2 separate regions of the Capra hircus genome follow, and region 2 is linked to region 1. The links are chromatin contacts, called in public Hi-C maps. All regions are on one chromosome and are shown on one strand. The core of a region is the stretch at or near the end of the contact, and the rest is flanking DNA. Distances in the headings are between cores, read along the strand shown.

The links. Hi-C and Micro-C count contacts between places; a contact is called where the count stands out from the background.
Region 2: a Hi-C map of blood shows a contact between it and region 1, with 5 times the contacts expected there. The contact joins two enhancer-like sites. A contact is called at or near these places in 3 of 5 Hi-C or Micro-C datasets (all in blood).

What each region holds. Positions count from the first base shown.
Region 1 is chr11:62,479,707-62,485,505 of ARS1.2, reverse strand. No RefSeq gene overlaps it. Among named protein-coding and RNA genes, the nearest start is that of LGALSL, 110 kb to the left of the region's middle. Within about 2 kb of position 3,350, at least 3 of the 5 cell types and tissues checked have an H3K27ac peak or open chromatin away from gene starts, as enhancers often do.
Region 2 is chr11:62,622,536-62,628,221 of ARS1.2, reverse strand. No RefSeq gene overlaps it. Among named protein-coding and RNA genes, the nearest start is that of AFTPH, 29 kb to the left of the region's middle. Within about 2 kb of position 3,926, at least 3 of the 5 cell types and tissues checked have an H3K27ac peak or open chromatin away from gene starts, as enhancers often do.

The DNA.
Region 1 (5,799 bases), core at 2,101-4,600:
AAACAAATGAAAACCTGCAAAGAATATATGCAACTTGGCAGAAAGAGGTCTAGTCTCCTTAAATTATGAAAATATAAACAAATCTCTAGAAAAGATTCATAAAAATACAAGTAAAAGTAATGAAAAGACAACTTACAGAAACAAAAAGAAATCCAAATGGCTACGTGCTGAGAGGCCTCTTGTGTTTTTTAACCTATTAGATTGGCAAAAACACAAGTTTTGAAAATACACGGTTATCTGTGAGGACTCAGACATTGCCATCCATTGCTGGTGAGCATGTCCACTAGGACAGACCCAAAGGGCAATTTAACAATCTTTATCACAATAAACCTGGGCTTCCCAGGTGTCGCTAGTGGTAAAGAACACGCCTGCCAATGCAGGAGAGACAAGAGACGCAGGTTTGATCCCTGGTTGGGAAGATCGCCTGGAGGAGGGCATGGCAACCCATTCCAGTATTCTTGCCTGGGGAATCCCATCGACAGAGAAGCCTGATGGGCTACAGTCCAAAGGGTCGAAGAGTTTAAGTCACGACTAAAGTGACTTAACATACACACACACACACACATCAAAATAAATGCATACACCTTCTGACCCAGCAACCCTCCTTCGTAGAGCTGACCGTACAGAAAAATCTATTTGATGCATATAAAGTGACATGTGCACATTATTATAAATTGCAGGAAAAAATCAGAAATGATTTAAATGCTCATTAATTGAGAACTGGTTGACTAGGTTGGGGTCAGCGAATTGTCATTAAACTGGCCTTCTGCCAGCTATTGTAGGACCTGAAGCTATGAATCATTTAAAAAATCTTTAATGGTTGAAAAAAATCAAATGACGAATTCAGTTTCATGATGCGTGAACATCATATAAAATTCTAACATCAGTGTCCATAAGTAGAAGTATATGGAACACAGCCAGGCCCCTTTGTCTACACCCAGGGCTCCATTTGCACCACAGCAGAGAGGGGAGTGGTTTCACAGAGACCGGATGGCCCCAAAAACCTCAGATATTGACTATCTGGTCCTCACAAAAATGTTTGCCAGATTAGAGTGTATCTAAGCAATTGGATACCACAGAGCTACAGAAAACAATGAGAAAGCTCTTTATGAATTGCTGCAGAGAAGTTTCTAGGATATTACGACTAAATGTTTAAAATGCAGATATAGAAAGTATGACTTACATGTTCTCATTTGAGTAAAAAAGGGAGAAGGCTACACATAAAAATGATCTGGAAGGAAATACAAGAAATTAATAAATAGTGGTTAGGAGCATAGATTATTATGTATGTGTGTATTGGTGTCATCTATTCAAAAAAGTAAATTAAAAATTATTTTTAAATGTACACTCTGACAGAGAAGAACATGGATTTAGGCCACTGCAAATACGCGGGCCTGGCAGGAGCACAGCTTGTGAGGGGCTGGGGGTGGTATGTGGGGTGCAGAGAAGGTTGGAGAAGTCTACAGGGACTGATGGCTGGGCCAAGGAGTTAGCATTTTCACCCATCCAAGGCCAAGGGCAAACAGGATCAATTGTGCTTTAAAGAACGAGATTCTAGAAAGCAGAAAAGGGTGGTTGGACAAGGCTTGGGCTGGTAGGGAGCAAAAGATGTGGACTGCTTTGTGGGGAGGACCTGGGAGGCTGGGGACCTAGAGCGAAAGGGAGGCTTACTTTTACTATAAATGCTTTTGTCAGATTTATGCATGCACGCTCATTTCCATGTGCATTTATTTCCTATAGAAATCATTTTATTTTTAAAAGCCCTTCAGACTAGGTGCGATGAGGCCTGAAAGGTGTCAGTGGTGGTGGGTGGGGGTGGGGAGGAAGGGGAAAGTCCAGAGCGGAGTTGCCAGAACTAACCAGAAGTGGGGGTGATGGGCCTGGAACTGTGCCCACACCTCCAAGGACCTAAGGAACAGAACCTTGTAGGGAGGAGGGCAGGAGAATATAAAGTTCAAGAGTAGAAAGTTCACCTGCCCCAGGTGACTTCGTCTGGCTTCCTAAGCCACAGCACAGGTATCCTGTAGGTACAATATACTACCCAGGCATTCTGCACCTTTGATTCCACTTTGTCCCAAGCAGGACGTCTACAGTCTGGACATGACCTGGGCACAAGCCCCATGTTATGCAGGCTCTAAGGTCCAGCCCAGGCCACCAGCAATCCCACCTGGCCCCTTCCTCCCATCTCCTTCTAGCATCACCAACCCCTTTCTTCCTCATTGCTTCAAAGGGAATTGCCACACAACCAAGCTAGGACTTCTCTAGGACTCCTCTGAGTCATTAACTTTCTTTTTATCTGTACATGCTATGCTTGCCCCACTGACAGTGCACCACCAGCTCTTTGGAGGCAGACTTAAAGGCTTTGTGACCTCCCAGAGCCACAGTATTTCTTTTCCTATTGGTAGGTGCCCGTGAATGTGCTGACTGGCTGGTTGATAGGCACTCCCTTGTTGTCTTCTCAACAGCACCGCCAACATACCTGCCCTCCCAACACATCCCACTCCTACTCTGCAGAGCCCATCTCCCACTGAAGGAAACTCTTGCCTGGCCAAGAAGTCGAGGGTCTGCTCAGTGTTCACCCTATTTCGTTGGCTCTCCACATTCAGCTCTCGTTTGCCTAGATACGTGCGTGCTAAGTCACTTCAGTCCACCCTATGGACTGTAGCCTGCCAGGTTCCTCTGTTCATTGGGATTCTCCAGGCAAGAATATTGAAGTGGGTTGCCAGGCCCTCCTCCAGGGGATCTTCCTGACCCAGGGATCGAACCCTTCTCTCTTATGTCTCCTGCGCTGGCAGGCAGGAGGTTCTTTTTAACCACTATCACCAGCTGGGAAGACCCTTTGCCTAGATAGTATGAGCCAAACAGAAACTCAGTAGCCAAAAGCTGTCTTTAGGCAAGTGCTCTGTTTGGCCTCCTACACAAAAGGGAACATAACAGTGAAAATGATAGTAAGCAACAAGGATCATCACTGTTTCAAAGAGACATCAGTGCCAGCAGCTCCCATGAGACCCTGGCGTGTCAGTCACTTTATCTGCAATCAGAAAATGAAATTCACCTGCCTCTGTAGGTAGAGTGCTCATAAACACTTAGAAAACTGGAAATGACTTTATAACTGCCACTTACTGCTGTTGTCCATAAGAACTTTGTGATCACAGCCCTGGGGATCCTAATATGCCACCAGTCCTTGTGAGGGTGTACTCTCAGTGCAATGAAATTAAGCGGGTACTTAATGGCAACCTCAGCCCAGATCCCTCGACAGAAAATAAACGCACAACACAGCTCCTCTGGGGCACTGAGGATGGCTGATCCCCGCCAGAAGGGGTGGGGCCTGGAATGAAATGGCATGGGGTCAGGGTTGGAAGTCCTCGGCTCCCTTCCTTGCCGGCAAGGCAGATGCCAGGCAGTTCAGGGAGGAGCCTGGGCATCTGCCACTTTCCCCGCCCCCCACCTCTTCCTAAGGGAGAAAGTTCTTTTCCTTCCTGCCTCTTTGGGCAGAGCAGAAATTGAAAAAAGCTACTTGTTCCTAACAAGTTATATATAGCTCAGCAACTGACTGCCGGGTCTCCAGCTTCAGGTCCGGGAACGGCCTTGCGTAGCCACACCCGGACAATTGCCCCAGTTAGCAGCAAAGCCGGGGGGAATCTTCTAGTGGCCCTTTATGCTTGTGGCGTAAACTGAAATAGCCCCCTTCTCGGAGAAGAGGATGTCACTGCAGCCACAATTTTCCAGAAAGGGAAGCGGTGTCAAGTTGCCTGAATAATGTGGGGTCCGGCGCCACCTAGTGTCCACTGTAGGGCTTGGCGCGCATCCCGCTCCCTTGATAGGGTGTTTTGGAAACTGACTCCAACCGCCAGAGGGACTGAAACAAGAAAACAGTACCAGACCTCAGGGCTGTCCTCAAGCCCACGACGAGGGACTGTGATTTTGGTGGGAGAAACTGAGACGTTATGATCCTAATGCGTCATAGATGGGGGTGTTGGGTGAAGGGACGGGGGTGTCTTTCTCTTGGAAGGAAGCTGAGGTGATTCACAAGTAAATTTAGAGTCTTGTTCCCAGAAGATTGGCTTGGCTTTGTCAGCTTGAATATTTTTGCTCACACTAAGGGGGAAAAAACCAATAATACTAGTGCTATTTTATGACTTTTGTGCTTTTCAAACTAGTTTCTCAGTGTTCCCCCAGAGCCAGCATATGGCCTATTTGCAAAAGTCCTCGTAAGCTGTCTCATCACTGAACCCACTCCTGCCCTCTTGCTAATGTCTTTGTGGGACAAGCAGTCTCCTTTTATTATCCTCCCACTTCCTGGCTGCCTCAAACCCTGTACTAATCAAAGCCACCTTTTGCTCTTTGCTTTACATCATTCGTTGAAACCTCAAAACAGCCCAGAGAGTGGATGTTAATATTCTCATTCAATATATGAGAAAACTGGTCCATGGGGAAGTTAAGTGACTTACCCAGATCTGTCAGCTAACAAGTGGAGGTGGGATTTGAACCCAGGTATTTAGCTTAAAAATATTTCACCAAAGTATTCTATCTGACACAATTGAAGCGACTTCACACACACACACACACACACACACACACGCATTCTATCTGCACCATGAGGGGGTAGCCAGCTAGAGCAGAGGAAGCTGCAGAATACAGGGGGTTCTGGAGGACATAAATGCCCCTCCAGCTCAGAGGACACTTCCTACTTTGGACCAGCCCCCGTGACCCCAAGGCTTGGCTGGACTTTTGGTAAACACCCTCCTTCCTGCCAGCATCAGTCTCCCCGCACTCCACCCCTCCCCAACACACACAACCTCAACACAAACACTTCAGCAGACATTCCTCCACACTTGGAACCAGCCCAGAGGAATAGTGAGAGCAAAGAGCAGGGACCTGGCAAACGTTCAGAATGCCAGGAGAATCGTGGATTTGTCTGATTCCCCAGGCCTTGGCTTCCTCCAGTGGAAAACTGGGAAAATTCGCTGCTGGCTGCTCCCTTCCGCTCCCCCCTCCACCCTTTTCTCTGCTCCCCACCAAAGAGACATCCCTCCAGAGGAAGGTTAAGTAAGGCTACTCTCTGGAGTCCTCTGAAACAAAACTGTTGCTGAAATACACAGATTCAGAAATGAAGTTTAAATGGATAACATGCTTCTGCTGCCGCTAAGTCGCTTCAGTCGTGTCCGACTCTGTGCGACCCCGTAGACGGCAGCCCACCAGGCTCCCCCGTCCCTGGGATTCTCCAGGCAAGAACACTGGAGTGGGTTGCCATTTCCTTCTCCAATGCATGAAAGTGAAAAGTCAAAGTGAAGACGCCGACCTCTACTAATGGGGTAAATGTGCGGGCTGCTGGCAGCCCGTGAGAAGTGGTTTGGGGTATTGGAAGGAGCACAGGATTCAGAGACATGGACTGAAATCCTCAGTCTGGCACCCCCTAAGCTGAGTGACTTTGGGCAAATCACTTAACCTTTCTGAGCCTCAGTTTTCTCATTTGCAGGATGAGGGCAATTTTTAAACCTATAAGATAATAAACAGGTGCTTTACAAAGCCCTGCAGAGTAGGAGGTGGCATATGAAGGAAAGAACTGCAGGTATTAGGATTTAGGTGAGAGATTTTTATTCACTTTACCCTTTCCTTACTCCTCTCACCCCGCCCCAAAAAAGAGACCTTCTCTTACAAAATGGATCTTAACACACACACGCACACAAGGTCTCAAGGTCCCTGTGGGTTCATCACTTTTTTAGAGCTAAATGATCTTGGAAAACAGCTTTTCCAATAAAGACCCAGTGGCCAGGGGCCACTGGACACACTTTCTTC
Region 2 (5,686 bases), core at 2,677-5,176, 140 kb before region 1:
CAACATTGCCAGATCCTAACTGGATTTTTTTTTTTTTTTCCCCAAGAAAAAGTGGGAATCTGGATGTTGATGTGAAATCTTCCAATTTTTAAAATGTTGGCAGCTCATATAGATTAAAAAACCAAAAAACATTTTTGCTGTTTCCTAAACATCATAGGTAAGTTTCTGCCTCAAAGTTTTTGTACTTCTTCCTGGAATGTACTTCCTCTAGGCATCCGTAAGGCTTTTTTCTTCTTCTCTTCATGTTTTTGCTCAAATGTCACCTTCTCAGCTTTTCCCAACCACCCTCTTTAAGCCACAATACCCTCTTCCTCCTGCCTTATATTTTCTCTTCTTTTCCTGTTTTTTTTCCTTCTCCATATTATTTATTATCTTCTAAATAAATAATTGGAGAAGGGAATGGCATCCCACTCCAGTATTCTTGCCTGGAGAATCCGATGGATGGAGGAGCCTTGTGGGCCCCAATCCATGGGGTCACAAAGAGTTGGACACAATTGAGCAACTAACACACACAAATAAATAATTTGAAAACCTAGTGATTGATACGCTCATTTCCTACCATTATAATCAAAGTATATGAGAGCAAGGATTTTTTTTTTTTGGTCTTGTTTTGTCCACTTTTGTGTGCCAAGTGCCTAGAATAGTACCTGGTGCTTAGAGAGCTCAACATTTATTTGTTAAGTAAATGAATTTTAAAAAACATCCTAATATGTGGGTCAGACAACGCACAGCTGGAGATCAGATTTAGTGCATGGCTCATGAGTTTACAACTTCTGTTTTAGACCCTTACTGAGAAGTCCTTGGAGGAAAGTGCCATTTAGAGTTGCAAGCAATTTCCTGCCTCTCACAAAGTAGATGTTTGATTTATTTTGTTCTGGGAAATCGACCACAAGGAGTTTTTAAGAAAAGTTTTATAAATTCCAGTGAGCCCCACACCTGCCTGCCTGCCTGTCTCTTCACAGAAGACTGTGACAGGAGTCTATTTCTCATACTATCTCTGCTATAAATTCTAGAATTGTTCACATCCAAATTTCTGTCTCAGTCTTGCGATGGGGACCAGTTGGTCCCCATAGTTACACCAGCTAACACATTCCCTTTTGTGTATTGAATTGGTTTGAGCTGGGTTTCTGTCACTGTGAGTGAAAGAGTCCTGACAAGTTTAACGCGATTTGGGCCAAGCTGTTTCACATTTCTGAGTCTCAGCTTCTTTTCTTATAAAAAGGGAAGGGGTCAGATTAGATAAGCAGCAAAGCTCCTTCTAGGATTTTAACACTTCAGAATTCTAGTACGTGTAAGGCTACCAATCTATGGAACCTAAACATTTTTGACTGTGGGCAAACTTGTTTCCCTGGAGCCACATGTCACTCTTGGCCTGATCACCACCGCCCCTCCAACATGACAGTGTCTATTGCTTCCACCTCTTTTGGGGGGTTGGTTGTTCTGATCATGTGTTCTGAACACATGCTCCTGTTGGAAGAGCTGCCTGTATTTTCCTTCTGGTATCTCCAGATATGTCCTACAATATGATCTTTGTGGACACATTTTCCTTCTTCCTCACCCCAACTACTGTTTGTCTTTTCCTCTCTTGTTCCATGTCTTGCTAAAAAGTCATGGTCACTTGTTCCACAGCATTTAGACATTCTTAGATCTTTCATGCCAGGACCCTAGTGTGTGAATCTTCCTCTTGCTTCAGCTCCTGCCCCATCCCTCCGCTAAACACAGCCCACTTCCAGAAGAATAGAAAATCCTCAATGAGATTAAAACTTTCATTTAGGCCAGGAAAACAGCTTATCTTCTGAAAACACCAACTTTCCACTTAGCAAAGTGCTCTTGAGGGTAAGAAATATAAGTATTAGCTTAACACTTTCTTGGAATGCAGAGACACAATATTCAGAAACCAAAGCAGAATTAGCTTTGAGTGCGAGTACGAGTGTGTGTGTAAGGCAAGTGTGTTGGTAATGAACATGCCTTTTATACCCTGAGCTCCCTTTCTTACTGCAAGATCCTCTCCTCCGCCTCTTTTAATTGCTGTCCCAAAGTCCAGCCAGGCTACAAATACCTGCTGAAGTCCCTCTGAATGGAACAGCCTTGTACAAAGCTCACCTCCCAAGAGGGCTGAAGGGAGTAGAGCCCTCACTGAAATGTGAAAAAGGATTGTCCTCCTGTTATTGGATGATTTCCCTCAGTGCTTCCTCAGTAGTTTCAGCTGCAGCATTCAGTTAAAGCCTCTTGCAAAAATGACTCCTCCAAATCTGGGGAGAAGGACAGCTTTTCCTTTGTTTAAAGTCTCCTCCACTGCCCACCCTGCCCAGTGGGTACTGGGTGGAAAATGTATTATGGTGATGTTCTAAAACAAAGGAGCGCTGGACCTGTCCCCAAGGCCATGCGAGTGGGGAGTGTCAGGGGATCCTCTGTGGCTATGTGCAGAGCTTAGAAAAGGGGCCGATTGCTTCTCCAGTCTTTGAGAGAAAGCTGCATGTTCATGGTATAATCTCCTCTTGGGGACCGAACCCCTCTGATTTTGTTAACAAATGTATTAGATGACATTTGAAAATTCTTTTTACACATAGCTTTTTATTAGGTGCTATTCTCTTCTCTCCCCCACCCTCATCTCCCCCCCCCTCGGCTCCCCAGCCCTTCTAGAAAATCAGCGTGCATCTGAACACTGGGAGGAGAGGGAGGCAGTGCACCCGCTTCATCCCAGCCTGCCAGAAAGACCCAGGCGCTCATCCGCAAAGACAGCTGCGGCTGAACAGGATGTGTTTCCATCCTCCAATGTTTCCTGTCTTTCTAGTGACTTCCTATCTCTCGTTGATTGACAAATCGTTTTTAAAGATGCTGGAGACTGATGAAAAACAAAACCAAATCCTGCTGTGATCCTTTCACAACTGGGCCCTTTCTGTTCATCTCTGAGTGGCAGGCAGGACTTAGTGTGATTAAAAAGGAGAAGACTGAAGGGACATCGCTCTGAAGAGAGGAAGGCAAGGCCAGGGGCTCTGTCTCAAGGCCTAGAGCTCTGAGTCGCCCTGGCACAGGCATGGGAAAGCCAGACCTGCAGAGAGGAATGGGCAGAGCCCCCAAACCCAGGTAGGTCTGAGGAACCCTGGTAGGGTTACTTTTCCTGGCATTCCTTTTCCTCTCCTGTAATTTGTGAGGTTTGTGGGAGAATTCCCTCACATCCTTGTACCTCACTGTTCTCATTTCACACCCTTGTATCTCACTGTTCTCATTTGTAAATGGAAGGGCTCTGCAACAGGCACTTCTGAGATCCTGTGGTTCTGAGGCTGACATGAGCCAGGATGGGCCACGTCTCATGTAGCTGGGCTGTCTAGTAGGGCCTCCAGAGGTGGCTACACTGCTCTTTCCAGACCAGTGGTTCTCAAATTTGAGGTGCATCAGGATCCCCTGGAGGGTTTGCTGAAGCGGGCTGCTGGCCCCACCCTCAGAGTTGCCTTTCAGTAGGACTGGGGTGGGGCCTGAGAATTTACACTTCTAACAAGTTCCCAGGTGCACCCCTGCCGCTAGTCTGGGGATCGCGTGTTGAGCATCACGTGGAGCAACGCCCAGGGCGTGCGGGAACCGCTGAGAAGAAGGTCACGTGGGTTGAGCAAAGGCCGCCTGGGCAGCCGCGCTCAGGATGCGTACCTCTCCCTCCCACCTGCAGGGGGCAGCCTGGTTCTGCCTCAGCCTAGAGGAAGCACCGGGTTAAGTTATCTCATGATAAAATAAATACTCCAGTTTCCTGAAAAATCCTAGGTAGATGTAAACCTACCTCTCGGGTCTGAGGAACCCTTGTAGACTGAGTGTTCTCAGCCTGGATAGCTGGGCTTTTACTTCTGAAAGAGACCATCTCTGCTAATGCTGGACTCCCGGGTAGGAAGCGTGTTCTTTCGCCTGAAGGCTCCCACTGCTGGCGAAGTGCGGGCTTTGCCTCAGGGCCCCGGAAATGTTCCACGGACGAACAAATTAAGACCCTGAATATTTGTGCAAGAGCCGATGAAAGAGAAGGGCAGAGAGTGATGGAATGAGTCAGTCTACAGGGGCACTGACCATTGTTTCGGAAAGCAAGAGTATCTTCTGGTGCTAGGTGATTCTCCCCTGTGAAACTGCACAGGCCTTCCCAAAAGCTAACGTGTTCAGATGGGCAGAGGGCTGCAGGAGCGAAACCAGCCAGCAGGGGTCGCCTCCACATTTGCTCCTTGGGGGGGTCTTAGCCTTGTGCAAGATATTTCCCAGTCATCTGTTCTTAAAATTATTAAAGCCCGTTATAATGAGAAGCCTAAAACTTTTATTTAAAACAAAGTGAAAATAAATAAGCAATACAAGACAAAAAACACAAAGAAAACCTCCAAGCTGCCTTCTATATGTGCAACAGAAACAGACAGCTTATGCAGTACGAGCTGCTCCAATAGATAACTTCTCTCTCACCCAGGAAGCTGCTCAGCTCATAGACTTGCCCAATATGGAAAAGAAAGGCTTTATGGGGACGTGGGAGGAGCAGCAGAGGTTCTCAGATGAGGAGAAGGTGCTTTGGGAGTCAAGACAGAAGACTAGGGTTCTTGGAAATAATTCTTCTTTCCCCTCCAGGCTTCCCTGGTAGCTCAGACAGTAAAGAATCCGCCTTCCAATCCCTGGATCAGAAAGATCCACCGGCAGAGGGAATGGCTACTCACTCCAGTATTCTTGCCTGGGAAATCTCTTGGACAGAGGATCCTGGCAAACTAGTGTCCATGGGGTTGAAAAGAGAAATGACTGAGCGACTAAGTATACTTCATCCCTCAGGTTAGGAGGTCAAATTTGGGCAGAGATTCAAGGCAGAGCCTGAGGACGATCATAACAGTCTGATTATCTACTCTGGTGTACTCAGTTTTCCACTACCTGTGGATTTCTGTCCAAGCTCAAGATATTTAGGTGTGAAAGTGGTACACACCAGCCCCACTATCAGTAAAGATAGGCCTTCTGGGTGGTCTCTAAGGGTGCTCCTAGGCTTGTACTGCCCCATGCCCACACTCTCAAAGTTCCTTTAGTGGCCATAGTGCTCATGCCATGGGGCACAATCAGCATGTAAGACCAGCTGTGGATGTGAGACAGAGCAACCCAACATGGTGCAGCTGTAGGTCAACCCACAGTTGGCCATTGGAACAACACATGACCCTCCTTAGCAACATTATCTGTCCCCTTCACTGGTAGTGGGACATCATTACAGCGCACTTTTCACTAAGGTGGTTCCTCATGCTTTTCATCTTCCCTTCTCCAAAATTCTTCTCCTCTGTATTGTCAGTCTTTTTTGGTAGTGTCATCATTCACAAAATCACCTAAACAAGAAACTTTCTAGTTAGTTTTTGCTATTTCTCCACTATCCACAGTCTGGCCAAGCCAAGAAATTCGGATTATCCTCTCTTCTCCACAGCCATGAGTTAGGACTCACCTGGATGGCTACTGGCCTCTATTCTCATCCTCAGCACTGATTCTAGATGCTAGATGCTCTAAAAGTCTTATTTGATCGTGGAGTTCCCCCGCTTAAAAACCACGCGTAGCTCCCCATGCGTAGCTCCCCAAGCCTATAGAATATGTGGCTGCATTCATTTTCAGAACCAGGAACCAGACAGGGTATAGATAAATGAATGAGTGAATGAAGAGAAACTAACAGATGGGGAAGAAGAATTGGTAAGAGTTTTATTGAATT